2 separate regions of the Mus musculus genome follow, and region 2 is linked to region 1. Evidence: chromatin contacts called from public HiCAR-type data. All regions are on one chromosome and are shown on one strand. The core of a region is the stretch at or near the end of the contact, and the rest is flanking DNA. Distances in the headings are between cores, read along the strand shown. Region 1 overlaps F730043M19Rik (RIKEN cDNA F730043M19 gene). Region 2 overlaps Atxn7l1 (ataxin 7-like 1).

Evidence for each region. HiCAR-type assays count read pairs that join an accessible place to other places.
Region 2: a HiCAR-type map of embryonic stem cells shows a contact between it and region 1, with 2.3 times the contacts expected there. The contact joins two enhancer-like sites. A contact is called at or near these places in 7 of 484 Hi-C or Micro-C datasets (the AML12 cell line, the HL-1 cell line, Th1 cells and 4 more), 3 of 115 datasets of contacts at active chromatin or transcription factors (embryonic forebrain and embryonic stem cells) and 1 of 9 other capture datasets (adipose tissue).

The regions. Positions count from the first base shown.
Region 1 is chr12:33,125,613-33,133,311 of GRCm38.p6, forward strand. The region is part of intron 4 of F730043M19Rik (RIKEN cDNA F730043M19 gene); the gene reads right to left. Among named protein-coding and RNA genes, the nearest start is that of Atxn7l1, 18 kb to the right of the region's middle. Within about 2 kb of position 4,014, at least 61 of the 459 cell types and tissues checked have an H3K27ac peak or open chromatin away from gene starts, as enhancers often do. A contact at or near this core is called in embryonic stem cells, where this site is marked.
Region 2 is chr12:33,343,403-33,350,345 of GRCm38.p6, forward strand. Atxn7l1 (ataxin 7-like 1) reads left to right here. Exons shown (of 11, transcript NM_001374022.1): 6 at 1,488-1,570; 7 at 2,436-2,686. Among named protein-coding and RNA genes, the nearest start is that of Atxn7l1os2, 48 kb to the right of the region's middle. Within about 2 kb of position 1,874, at least 57 of the 459 cell types and tissues checked have an H3K27ac peak or open chromatin away from gene starts, as enhancers often do. A contact at or near this core is called in embryonic stem cells, where this site is marked.

The DNA of each region.
Region 1 (7,699 bases), core at 2,764-5,263:
TTTGGACCTTGAGGTGACCTTAAAGAAAGAGCCATGCTCCAGGAAGTGGAGGATCATGCTAGACGTGAAGAGTGGCATCAGAGAATCAGCCCCAGACTCTCAAAGCTTCTCTTTTTTTGAGGAAGAAACAGACTTCTGTCTTGTGATAGCTCTTGTCACAAAGAGTTTCCCGTCACGGGGTAAAAAAATGTAACAGATGGACCCAGACGTCTGTTCACGACCATCTTGTACAGATAAGGGAGGCCAGACTTGGGAAGGAGCTCAAACCTTAGAAGCCGAGTTGAAACCAGGTCGGTGCCAGGCATAATGCTGTCTGTGGTCTCACCTCCATCGAGGATGAAGCAGCAAACTGCAGGAGTTCAGAACCAGCCTGAGCGATATATCAGGATCCTGGAGAAAGGGGGGATGAGGGGAAAAGAAGGAAGGAGAGGAGGAGGAGGAGGAAGAAGAGGAGGAGTGGGGGGAAGACCAGTGGATGAGATAAATGGGGTGCAGAGAAAGGGGAGCAGAAGCAGGGGAGGAGAGGAGCCAGGTCTTTTACTATATCCTAGGGCTTCTGAGTCAAGCTAAAGCTGGCCTGGTAAAACTTTCCAGTGACATGAACTGATACAAATTCACCATCATTTTTAAAGCTAGTTTTCATTGGCAATTTTGCTTATGAAAGACAGAATCCCACTCCCAGCAGAAGCCATGTGTCTTTAGGCCACACCTGGGTTCTTCTGGTTGGGGTGAGACTGAATAAGGATGGATGTTTTGATTTCCTAGCACTTCTTGAGTCCCTACTATGTGCCAGACAGTGGTCTGTGACTCATCTTGCAACAGTACTGAGCTGGCTGAAATTGGTTTGTGACTACTCTTATCACAGTGCTGAGTTGGCAGAAATTGTCACTCACCAGGCTAGAAACTAAGACTGAGAGATGCATTTCTGGAGACCATTTGTGGCAGTCTCACCAAGAAGAGTGTTTGCAGTCAGGTGGCTCAGAAATTCTTCCTGGCTAGAGACAGGGCTGTGTCCCTTGGCCCCTCTCACTCCTTTCTGTCCTTCAGAACTTCTTGAATGTCAAAAAGAATGCCATCTCTAGGGACCTTGATGACTTATGAGGCAGAGACTGGTGTTGGGAGCACAGCCTGGATGCCCGGTTCAGCTCTTGTTAGCTAAAGCTGATGCTGTCTTAAGAAATGGTTGCTTCTCTGCTGCTCAGCTCAGACTGAAGGCCGGGCACCACATTCTGCAGTGGCACCTTGCCTATTGATTCAGTGGATTGGTTGTGTCCAACTGCAGGTCTCTGAGCTTGTGCTGGGCTCTAGCACGCTGTTTTCCACCTACACATCGAAATAGCCCTGCCTGCATTACTTGGGGGCGGGGCGTGCCAGAGTGTCTTGTCCATTCACCCATGTGAGACTCAACTTCATGGGAAGTTACATGAAGCACACAGCTTAGAACTCCATGCTACTTAGAAATGGTTATGCCAGGCAAACGAAATAAAGATGATTCTTGCCACAGCCCACCTCATTTGGGTAAGTCATTTGCTATTTCACTAAGCCATGGAGGTGACGCCAGTGAACATGGATTCTGAAAGACTGTGTAATTACCAGTCATTGGTAGTCTTAGATCACCAGTAACATCCAGTCTTCCAGTGCAGGATCTGAATACACAGGCCAGGAGAGTTTTGCTTAAACTCTTCCTGAGTAAGACAACGTCCCAGTAGGGCAGGTCTCTGGACGGTTTGTCACACCTATGATCTCTTATCAGTATCACAGACAGCCAATATAAAAACACCAGAGGACTGCTATGCCCAGGCAGTAGACTTTTCTCCATGAGAATAAGCAACCTAAAAGGAAACGCTTCCTTTAAATGCATTTATAACCCCTACCACATATAACATCACAGTGTTGTATGTGCAGGAAAACAGGGAAAGCCAAGGCTGGGAGACTATACTGGCAGAAGACATACCCGATGAAGGACCGTTATCCAAACTCCACAAGACCCTCTTAAAACCCAATAGGGATATGAGCAACGAACATAGTTTTAAAATGGGCAAACTCTCTGAACAGATGCCTCATCAAAGAAGATATAGAGATGGAAGACGCATCCAGTACTCGGGAATGAAAATGAGAGCAACAGGAAGATGCCATCATACAACCATTAGCGTGGCTAACATCTAAAAACACTGGCAGTGCCAAACGCTGCCAAGACTAGAAGCAGGGACTTCACTATGCTGCCGGTGGAACCGCCACGTTGGAAGACAGCTTGGCAGACTCACAAAACTAAATATACTCTTACCATATGATCCGGTAATCATGCTTTTTGGGTATTTACCCAAAAGATTGAAAAGTTATGTCCACACAGAAACCTGCGCGTGGATGTTTATCTCAGCTTCATTCAGACTTGCTAAAATGAGGAAGCAGCCAAGATGTCCCTCAGCAGGAGAACGGAAGAAAGGAAACACTGTGGTACATCCAGACAAATGGAGTATTACTCAGCACTGAAAAGAAATGAGCTGCCAAGCCATAGAATGACACAGAACAATCTTAAGTGCACACACAAGAAAAAGAGCAGACCGGAAAAGAACACCTACTGGGATGGTTAAGACAAAGCTGTGGCTTTACAGGGGGTTAGCAGAGAGCAGAGATAAATAAGCCAGGTATTTCTCAGGGCAGTGAAACCACTACAATGGTGGATATACAGGGGTGACAGTGATGACAGTGTCAGACCCTCATCTGTGACACATGTGCCACTTGGCTGAGAAATATTCATAGAGGAGGAAGTTACATGTTTTGGAAACTGTACTTCCTGCTCAGTTTTGCCATCAATCAAAAACTGCTTAAAAGAAAAAGCCTATCAAAATAGCAGATGTGGGCCAGGCATGATGGCACGAATGAGTGGGTTCCAAACTAGCCAGAGCTATATAGAAAGATGCCTTAATAAACAAACAAACGAACAAACAAACAAATGAAAGAAAAAAAATCAATAAACAACAAATTGAGCTGAACATGGGACAATTTGTAAGTCTCTATAAAATAGTATTAAGAGACTGTAAGAACCACAACATACAACTCAGCTGTGTTATTCTTGCCACAGAGAGATGCCAGAATCTGTTTCCATTCCTGGGTCAGAATACCAGCCACAGCCAAGGCAGTTTTGCCAAATCATGGCAAAGGTTTAATGGAAGCCTGCTCCAAATTAGCATGTCCATCATTCCTGACACACAGGCACTCTGAACCATGGAAGCAAGATGTTTCCACCGGAGAGTCATGAGCAGAGTAAAGTGGCTCACGAGACCCTGGAAACAAAAGCACAGAGTACAGATTGCAAAGTGTCCAAACACAGCCAACTGCCACGGCCAGTGCTGCACACACAGCACACGGCACACACACAAGCTGTTCACCCTCCGATGGCAGGAAGGTTGCCACGGAAAGATCGGTGTCACTGGTGTGGGGTCAAAGAAGTGGGGAGGGGGGGTGTGCAAATTCTTTCTCTCTCTTAGAGGCTTAGTCTGTTTAAATTGCCAGAGGCTCTGTGCAACTGTCATCTACATGCAAGCAGCCTTACTGGAGTCTGACCTATTCTAGAGCTCTAGAGATGCACCCACGGGTGATACGATTGCAGAGCATAAACATGGTGGCATGCTTTGGGATTTTGGAGAGTTGAGTTTTAAAACAAAAGCTAAAAGCTAGTCCCCATCAGAAGCTCTGCACAAAACAGGACTTTTCATGATGGCTCCTTTCAGGATCTTGTAAGCCATTTCTTCTAACTCACCACTCAGCAGGAAGCTGTTCAGCCATTCAAGCTGCCAGAGGGAGTGCTTCTGTCTCCTTAACCACACCCAGACCCCCATTTCCACCCTGGGTCAGTTTAAGTAGTTTCTGAACTGTTAGCAAACCAGGCATCCATCTAACTCCAAGCCTCTAGGCCACTCCTGCTGCCACCCCCACCCTCCACCCCCTCCCTTCTGAACCAATCACAAAGGAAGATCCTTCTTGGTCTGGCACTTGCTGGCTGTGTGACCTTCAGCACATTCCTGCAGACGTGTGTCTCTGCGGGGCTGCCAACTTGCAAATGACTGGCAGCAGCTCTCTGCGAATTAGCACTCCACCCTGCTTGTGGTGAACAGCACTAATCAGATAGTATGATACAGGCTGTTTAGTGGTTGCGGTGTAGGATTGCAGTGTTAGGTTTGGAAGGAAGAGAGACATTGCTAGAAACCCTTAAGATAGTGATTGCTTGCCTGTCCGTGGAACTGAAGACATATATATATATATATATATATATATATATATATATATATATATATATATATATATATATATATATATATATCATAGCAGCTACCCCAGGGTTCTTCTGGCCCATTGCCTTACTTGGTACTCAGAGGTATCTTTCAGATTCACAGGTACCATTTCACCCCTCCCTCCCTCCCTCCCTCCCTCCCTCCCTCCCTCCCTCCCTCCCTCCCTCCCTCTCCCCATTGTTTCTTCTTTTCTGTTTGTTGCTTGTGCTTTGCTCTGTTTTGTTTGAGGCAGGGTCTCATGTATCCCAAGCTAGCTACCAAGTGAGGGGGGCTGAGGACCACCTTACATTTCTGATCCTCCTGCCTCCACTTCCAGAGCGCTGGGATTACAAATGTGTGCCTCCCTGCCCAGCCAACTCCCTGCTCCCTTTTCTTTAGCGCTTGCCACTTAGCTTGCCACTGGGTTCAATCTTGACCTCCAAATGCCAGCAGGCAGGACTCTAGCTTGGTCCCCAGGATGCACAGTGTTCGTTTTAGCAGACTAGTTTTTGGGAATTGCATTATTTTATTTTATTTTTGCACACTGCCAAACTCTGGCAGCACATGAGGAGGGTGTGAGCCCGTTTTATACACCACACCTTCCACTGGGAAAGCCCAGCAGGTCTCACAGGGGGTCGCCCTGGGAAACAAGAGTCCGGATTCTAAGCCTCCAAGCCAGGCTTCATGGAGACAACATTCACCCAGGAGATGCGGGAAGGTTGCTTAGGAGACAAGGCGGCTCTAACAACCGAGTTAGAACAGTAAATAAAATTGCCATCTGTTGAGTTCTTAATATGGGCTAGGCACCGTGCCAAGCGTTTTACAAGTGTTAGCTATCTCCTTTTTAAACCTGCTTAAATTGTGGAATAAAATACTCCTGGATTAAAGTGTTCAAAACAAATGCATGGTATAAGGAACAATCACAGGGCAAACAGTGCAGTTACCTCCAGGGTCAAGTCAGAGCATCCCAAGTCCTGGAGAATGGCCTGTTGGGGGAGCGCCCCTGTGGGCTCCCACCCTCTCCTCTCTGAGAGGCCCCACTGTGATTTCATGCCAATCCCTTCTTGTCTTTGGACTTTTCTCAACATGTGATAGGAAATGCAAGCTACACCGTTTGTAGCTTAGTTTTGTTTTCAGATGCTATGTCTTCTTGGGGGTTGCTGGAGATTGAGCCCAGAGCCTTGGAACATCCCAGACAAGCACGCTCCCAAGTTTCCATCTCATAGTTCAGGGCTGTGTAGTACTCCAGGGGGTGGTCTCACAGGTCTCCAACCATCAGCAGCACTGAGTTCCCCAATACCATCCTTCCAGTTGGGATCATCAGATTTTACAAACTGATGAACATGGATCCTATTTAGCTAGAGCTTCAATGGTGATGAAACTAATTTTTAAAATACTTAAGTTATTAATATATGCTATCAATCAATATATTATTAAGTTATTAATATTAATGAGTTATATTTCATGCATTCATCTGTCTTTTTTTGCCTCTTTTGCTGGGTGTTACACAGGTGGTTTCATGTGAATTGCTCTGTATTTTCCTTCATTAATGAGGCTGCCCCCCCAACAAAGACACACACACACTTGCAGACACACACACACACACACACACATTCACATACACAGAGATGCACACAGACACACGCACACACTCACACACACACAAGACAGACAGACACACACACTCACATACACTCACACTCACGTACACAGAGATACACACACAGACACACACGCACTCACCCATATAATACAGATACACACATGCACACACTCAAGACAGACACACACATAACACACACACACAGACACACACAGAGACACACACAGACACACAGACACACACACAGACACACACACAGACACACACAGACACACACACACACACAGACACACACACACACACACACACACACTGCTGTGTCTGTGCCTCTCCTGTCAGAACTTCCGGTTCTCTGCTCCATCCTTTTGCGTCTGTCTTTTTACCTCCTGCTCTTGTCGGTTTCAATTCTGGACACATGTTCTCTAGTGGTTTTGTATTGCACGTATTTTCTTCCGTTTCCATGCAACTACTTAATTCTCACAGTGGTTCCAGGAAGTAAAGGTTACCGATATGGCAGCAGAGAGGCCAGGTCACCCCAGACTCAGAGATGAGCTCTTCCTGCTCTGCTACACTCAGGCCTGCCCTTCCCAATGCTCCCAGTGCTCCCAGTGCTCCCAGGCTGCAGCCCAGCAAGAGCACCCCAGGGAGCCTCTCTCTTCCTCTTCCTTCTTCCTTCATCTTCGGCTTCCTTTTAATTTCATTTCCTGTTTCCCACTTAGGCAGCAGCCTATGACCCCCAGCTCCAAAGATCACCCTAGAGCTCTCCCTCCTGCTCCACAAAGCAGTCCTGTGAGGCGCTGTGCCTTCCTTCCATGAGCAGGCTTCCAGATCGCACACACCACATCAAGGCTCAGGTGCTGTTCTGTGTGAGCAGCTAAAGCAGGGGCGGCTGTAAGCACAAGGGCCGAGTACTGATCTCAAAGCAGGTTCCCTCCTAGAGGTCTGCTTTTGTCCGGAGGCTCCCCAATTTCTATGGCCTCTCCTTTTGTCCTGGTGGTAGATCCTCTCTCCCCAATTTCTGCCATGTCTGCACTCTCTGCCAAGCCCACTCAAGCATACAGGCAGTCTAGATAACTCTTGCCACTTCTCCCCTGGCAGTCCTCACTTTGGTCTAGCCATCCCCGGCTCTCCCAGACCCTCCAAGTTCACTGCCTGAGTTGATTCTGAATCCACCATTCCCTCTTCCCGGTCCCAAGAGGGTTTGTTAGAAAGGCCAGCCTGCTAGGTCAGATTACATGTATCCTTCACCATCTTCTCCCTTTCCTAGGAATAAAATTCCAAAGGTGCTGGGTGTGTGTAATACTTCTCACTGTCATTCCTGTCTTGCTCTCAGCTCAGTTCTGCAAGAGCGAGGGCTGTCTTTCCCACAGGGCCTTTGCACACGCTGTCTGCACTGCCTGGGATCCCCTGGCCACCCTCACCAGAGCTCTGCCGATACAGCTTCAATCAGAGCCAAGGTTTTTCAAGTTTCTACACTCACAATCCCTGTTTGCCCAGGAAAGTTGTGCACAGCTCGAGAGTGTATAGGTCTATAAAATCTGTGTACAAATAAAACATTTGCAGATAATAAATCATAAAGAAATTTATTTTAAAGCAATTCTGTAGTATACATGTAATTTTTACTATTTATTAACGATTAAAGCAAGTTTGCATAATAATTCGACACCATGCTTGTTTCCATAAATGAACCAAGTCTTGGCTGGATATGTGATATTGTAGGATCTCCAGCACCTCCATCATCTTTCAGAGTGGGTCAATATTTTGATTGTATAACTGTCAATACCAAGAAGGCTGCCTCTCACGAATGCATAGTACAAAATGTTGG
Region 2 (6,943 bases), core at 624-3,123, 220 kb after region 1:
GTTTCTACCTCTCTCACACCTTCAACAGCCAACTCCTGCCCCTAGTCAAAACCCCATTCAGTTCCAACCTGAGGGGCTGGCGAGTGTCTGGGCACAGGCCTAACTCCAGTAGACCCAACTGAAAGACCTCAACCGCAGGCCTGACACCCACTCACTCACTGCCTGCTGGACAGAACTCTCTGCGGAGGAAGGAAGGGGGCATTTTGATGGCCCTGGTGGGAGGACAGCTTGTACACAGCATCCCAGCTTCCTTTGCAACATCCTCCTGATCCCCCAGACTTGAATGTAGAACATTTATTTATTATGCTTTGAGTTTACACCAGCAAATGCTGACAGTTTCTGGCCTAGGAACTCTCTTCAGTTTGCTGCCGTCAAGGCCCTTACAGACACCTCACATTTCTAGAGACCTGGCACCCTTCCTAATCACCCCCTCTTCACCATTAAACATTGCCACCCTTCATGCCCAGAGAGCTGTGGGAATATCTGCTCTGCAGGACTCAGGTGTCTGCTGGTGCCTACCAGAGACAGCACTGAGCTTCAGAAGCCCGGGGCTCCCTGAAAGGTTGCCACACATTCCCGTACTGTGCAGGTGTGGTTAAGCATTTTGAGTAATTCCCAAAGAGATGAAGAGGCTGGAGGCATCAGAAGGACAGTTAGCAGTCACTTCCCTGGAAGCAATCAACACTCAGGCAGTGAGGAGGAAGTGGAGAAAGCTCTCCTTCCCTCAGTCATCCTTCATCTCCCAAGCCAGTGTGTCCTGTCTGATCCTCCTGTGGAGCGTCTGGACCGGGGCTACAGGCAAAGTGAGGTGTAAGGTTAGCAGCCTGTGTTCCTTGTGCCTTCAAGTTCAGCCCCACAGAGGAGTACAGCCACGCTTTTTCCTGCCCCTGCCGGAGGCACTGCCAATTCCAGGTCAGGGAAATGACTTATCTATGAGGCTGCGTGGAAAGCCTTCACCAAGGGCTTCGTAAAGCATAGGAAAGGCCACCCTGACAAGTCAGTGAACATGCTCCCACTTAAATGGATAAACCAGGAAGGCAGAGGTGGGGCTGGGGACATGAATGGATTTCTCCAGGCAGCCGTCAAAGAAAGCAGGCATCCTTAGGACTCCAGTGGCGCTTTCTGCTCTGCAGCCACTATGCCCAGAGCACCAAGGACCTGTGGGACTATTTTAAATAAAATAAAGTATTTGCAAACTGCATGGTCCTACTGTCCTGCCCTCTGCTCTCACCCTGTCCCCTATGCCGCCCTGAATCAGACTCAGAAAGTCTGGGTTCAGAGTGCAGCATTGATTTCCCCGAGTGGTTCTCGAAACATTTTAGCAGCTGGTTGGGGGAAGAGAAAAAGAAGAAGAAGAAAAAAAAAATCGCCTGACAACGTCACACTTGTTGGTGGATATGTGCATTTAAAAAAAAAATGTAGTCTTAATGCCAAATCCTATTTAGTCTCCTTTTTTTTCTTACATTTTTGTTTGTTTCTTAAACCAGAGAGAGAATTTGACCCAAATAAACACTGTGGAGTATTGGATCCCGAGACAAAGAAACCTTGCACAAGATCCCTCACCTGCAAGGTATTTCTCTTTCCATAAAAAAATACTTCCTGCTCTTGCTGGGGCCTTTGTCGAAATGTTTGCATGCCACTCTCTGCACACGGCAGGGTGTGGAACCTCGACATGACCTCCAGCTGTTCTTTGTAAGGGAAATGGCTTTCTTCTCTGTCCACGGTAGCATAGTGCCTGCCTCAATCTGTCTGGCTTTTTAAGGGGAAGAGAGAGAGAGGGAAAAAAAAACACCCTAGGCTTCCCGTGTTACTTGGGAGGCCAGACAGTAAATTGTATTTATAGGCACTCACAGGCGGTTCTAAAGCCTGCTACGTTTTAATGTATGCAGGAGCGGCGGCGGCGGCGGCAGCGCCCAGAAAGGCAGCCCGGAGGGGAGGATGAGATACTGCGCTCTGATCTAGCTACTCGGGGTGACCAGGGGACAGGCGGACCCCAGGCCACCGCTACGGGGTAGCCTCAAGCCCCAGGTTTCCTCCTGTCCTTCTAGTGCCTCTTTGGACCCAGGCTCTGCCCTCTCTGCCTGGTGGCCCTGAATGCATGGGCCAACTGGAGCCTCCTACCCACATCTGGATTGACTTTAGCTTTCCCTCGCGGGTGACTTTCATCCGAGGCTGTCCTGGGTTCTGCACAGAAGCTATCTCATGCCATTTGTCTGGAGGAAGCCTTGGCTTCTTGACACCTGGAGTGTAGGGCATGGTTGCATTCGAGCGGTCTCTGCCTCTTCCCAGCCTCAGAACAGGAGCTGTTGTCTTGAAGTTGACTTTTTCAAGCACCTTTAAATGCCTATGGTTGCAATTTCGGAAATGCAGGCCGTGGGGAAGCAGGTGTATGTGCTGATCAAAGAGGCTGTGCTGCTCATGTCTCTTCTCCTTAGACACACTCGCTGAGCCATCGGAGAGCAGTCCCAGGCCGGAAAAAGCAATTTGACCTCCTCCTGGCGGAGCACAAAGCCAAGTCCCGGGAGAAAGAAGTGAAAGAGCACCTTCTGACTTCCGCTAGGGAGATACTTCCGAACCCTCCTGGACCCTCGCCTGATGCTCCGCAAGCATCTTCCGGGAGCACGGTGGCAGAGCCGAAAGTAGCATCCCCACCAAAATCCAGGCCACTCAACTCTGTACTTCCCAGGTAAGTCGGCATGGGCCTCGAAGCAGCCCCAGCCCCCCTCAGTCCAGGCCCTCTTCCTTGCCAGCTGTTTTGTGTGTGGCCTGCCGGTTCTTTGAGGAGATATTTTACCCCAACCTTCTAAGGCTCTGTGAAGTTTAAATACGATCCTGCGCCTAAGGGGCTCAGCCCCGATGCCTGCCACATGGTGTAGTCGTCAGCCTTCCTAGCAGACCTTTTTATCAGACTGTGTGTTTTTACAGAGCCAGAGTGGGCTGGAAATAAACGCTGGAAGATTGGCACTTCAACCACCAGGCGACTTCCAGGCTGCCTGCGTTTTATGTTATTTGGAGACTCCTGGGGCAGAAAGGGAAAGCCTGGGTAGATAAGTAGTTAGAATATCTTATAAGCTCCCGGGGACCTCTTGTCACTTGTCACATGGTCTTATGACTTATTTCCACCACTTCCCTATGGTCAGGATGAAGGGCACGCTGGTGCTGTTGACGGCAACCCACCTGTTTGGGGTTTTATTTGGTTGCACTGAATGCGAAGGAAAAAAACCACGAAACAGAATTACAATCCATTTGGATTAAAAAAAAAAAAAACACTTTAAGATCTGTGAATGTTTGTTTTGGTGGGCAGGAGACCAATTTCCAGGTAACAGGAGTTGAACAAACCATACGCATACCAAAGTGTTATGAAGGGCTTGCTCCAGATGCAAGGCGCTGTCAGGCAAGGGCAGAGGAAAAAATGCAACCGGCCTCTGCTTTCCAAAAATCTAGAGTTCGGAAACCAGAGAAGATTCAAATGTCCATACTCGGCATATTAAGGAGATAATAAAATCCAGCAAGTATAAATATTGGTATTATCTGATTTTTTTTTTTAATGCATGGATGGGTCCCAGAGGGTCATTGTTCAACCAGCAAACCAGCTTTGAGAGACTATCTATAGAAAAGAGCAGGGAGTTGTTGGCTTTTAAAGCAAAAGTCTGTTTGGTAGCAGTTGCTCATGATCCTCTACCTGTTGCAGTTTGAGGCAAAGTGGTTCCAGTCCCACAGCAGAATCCAGCTGTGGTTAGAGTCAAGTTCAGCCTCAGGCGCTCAGGAGCAGAGAGCCATACCTGTTAGTATAAGGTCCTGGGATAACGGCCACCGTCACACCTTTCCATCCCTGTAGGCACGTGTGCTGTTGCAACCCACCTTTCCATCGCTGGACACATGTGTGTTGTTGCAACCCCCTTTTTTGCAAGAGCATTTTATAATTACTTCTCACTGTCATGCCAGCTATTGGCCAAAGGTGCCACCCTTGTTTTAGAGTCGAGAAGACAATTCCATTCCAAACTTCTGGACTTCAGTATTAATAGGCAGTAGCCCCCCATTCTCCAAGACCCTTTTTAGATGCTTGAAATTCAGGTAAAACCAGCCCTTGTATATACTGTGTTTTCTCCTATACGTTTTCCTATGATAAAATTTAATTTATAAATTGGGGCACAGTAACTAATAATAAAATAGAACAATTGTAAAAATACATTGTAACAAAATTATCGGCCTTACTTATCTTGCACTTTGGGACCATAATTATATAAAACAAAAGTTACTAAATTTCACATACTGCTATACTGTTGCAGTTGGTCTGAAAGTGGCTACTAAGGGACTGATAGAGTCAACACGTGGATACATCGACAACAGTGATTGGTATCCTGGAGGGGACATAGGGGGACTGCTCAGCATTTCATCACACTACTCAGAACTTCAAACGTATGAGCTGCCTATGTATATAGTTTTCCATTTAATAACCTTAGTCCTCACTTGACCATGAGTAACTGGAAAAGAACAATCAGGGGTAAGGGCAGACTGTGTGGAGTGGCTTTCAAATCCTTCGTAGATACTGGACACTTTTCTTCCATTACCACAGTACCTGATACTGGCAGACTGACCTCTACCTAAAGCCATATGTACCCAGGGCTGATGTCCCCCAGACCACAGTGGGCTCTTGAAGGATTCCCCAAGCAAAACTAGCTTGATAGGTATTTTTTTTTTTGTGAGGGGTGAGAAAGAGTCTCATGACGCCCAGACTGGCCTGGAAATCTCTACGGAGACAATGCTGAACTTAAACTCCTCATCACGCATGTCTCATAAAATCCAACTTAGATGTCTCTTTCGTGAAACACTTCTCTCAAGTTTTAGCTGATGGGGCCATTCTCTATCAGTGGTGACTTAGTTAACAGGGAAGCAGGGGGGAGAACTGCCAAAACCAGAGTGGGCAGGGAAGACCTCAAGGGTCTTCTTAGCTTTGTTCCATGTGCTGTGGGGTTTTGTTTTTTTGTTTTTTTTTTTTTTTTAGGTGAATGTCCACTTGTAGGAAACACTGAGTGTTTATGTTCTCTTTGGGAAGCAGGAGACTTGGATAAGTTTCATTTGGAAATGAATGTCTTTACAAAGAAAAGAGACAAAGCATTATGACAAACACTAGTAAGGGGATCATTCCTTAAGACAGGGCTGGACTCTTCCTAAGTGAATGATCAGGAGCAAAGTCCTCAGGTAGTGAAATCCTGTGCAGTCAGGTTGAAAAGGCATGGTCAAAATTTAACATCAAAATCACACAAAACCTTCAAGAGCATCTACTTGCTCCTATTAGTGATGTATGTAGTAGATATTCCATCAATACTAATAGCTAAAATGAATACTGACATCACACATAAATGGAATTTTTATAACCCTTTCCCAATTCTGAATTTTCTTTATAGAGAACAATAGCACATATTATTCATCTTTTGTTCATCTTTTCAATGACCTTATGCCCAACCCATTCTTGTCAAGGATTGTTAACAAAGAAACTTGGGTCTGGAGTTTGAAAGTCCTAACTTAAGTTGGACTTGGTGGCATATACCTGTCCTCTCAATAATTGGGATATCAAGAGTCTAACACCAGCCTGGGCTACAACGTGAGATAGTTACACCTTAAGTTAGATAAGAAGAGCTGCAACAGGGTTCGAAGCCAAACCCTCACCTCCATGCTTTCTTACTAGATAAGCTTACACATGGCTCTGATTCCCCCCAGACTCAGGTTGTCCAGCTATTTAGTGATGGGACCAGGGAGACTACTTAGTGACTTAGAGCACTTCCTTCTCTTTCTTGTTATTTTTTTTTCTTTGACAGGGGTCCCCCTCCTCCATATTACTGGCTGGGCTGGAACTCGCTGTGTAGATCAGGCTGGCCTCAAACTCACTGAGATCTCCTTCCCAGATGCTGGGGTTAAGGGTAAATGCTACCACACCCAGTACTAACTGCTCTTGAAGAGAACCCTGGTTCAGTTTTCAGCACCCAGCTGGTAGCTCATGACCTATAACTCCAGTTCCAGACTATTTGATTCTCTCTCTGGCCCCTAAGAACAACAGGCACACATGTGATGCACATAAGCAAATATCCCTAAACATGGTCATTTTGTTTTGCTATAAAAATTTATCTGACGCTGGGCAATGTATAAAGAAAATATGTTTATCAGGCTCACAATTCTAGTGACTAGGAAGTCCAAGCACCAGAGCACCAGCCTCTCATAGCCTCTCTCTAGCTGCATTATACATAGTGGAGCAGCAGAAAGGCAAAGTGCTGTCTGCAGAGAGAACACATGTGTGGTGGTCTGAATATGCTTGGCCCATGGGAAGTGACACTATTGGGAAGTGTGGCCTTGTTGGAGGAAGTGAGTCACCGTGTAGGCGGGCTGTGAGGTTTCTTAGTGCATTACAGAAGAGGGTCTCCTCCTGGCTTCCCGTGGAAGACAGTCTTCTGTCTGCCTGTGGATTTTAAGAATGTAGAACTCTTGGCTTCTCTAGCACCAAGTCTGCTTGCACGATGCCATGTTTTCCACCATGATGATAATGGACTGAACCTCTGAGACTTTAAGCCAGCCCCAATTAAATGTTTCCCTTTATAAGAGTTGCCTTGGTCACGGAGTCTCTTTACAGCAATCAAACCTCAACTAAGACAGAAGTTAGTGCCAGAAATAGGGTCTATTATGGTTGGAAAAGCTAAATGGAAGGCTTTAGAGTTACTTCTGCCAAAGAAAGTAGTGAATCAAAAACAGTATCGTATCCCTGGAGGGATTGCAGAAACTAGTGCCCCCTTCAAGGACCTGAAAGATGCAGGGGCGTGGTTCCCACCACATCTCCCTTTAAGTCTTTCTGGCCAGTGCAGAAGACAGATGGATTGTGGAGAATGACAGTTGACTATCGAAAATTAAATCAAGTAGTAGCTCTAATTGCAGCTGCTGTAGCTGATGCATT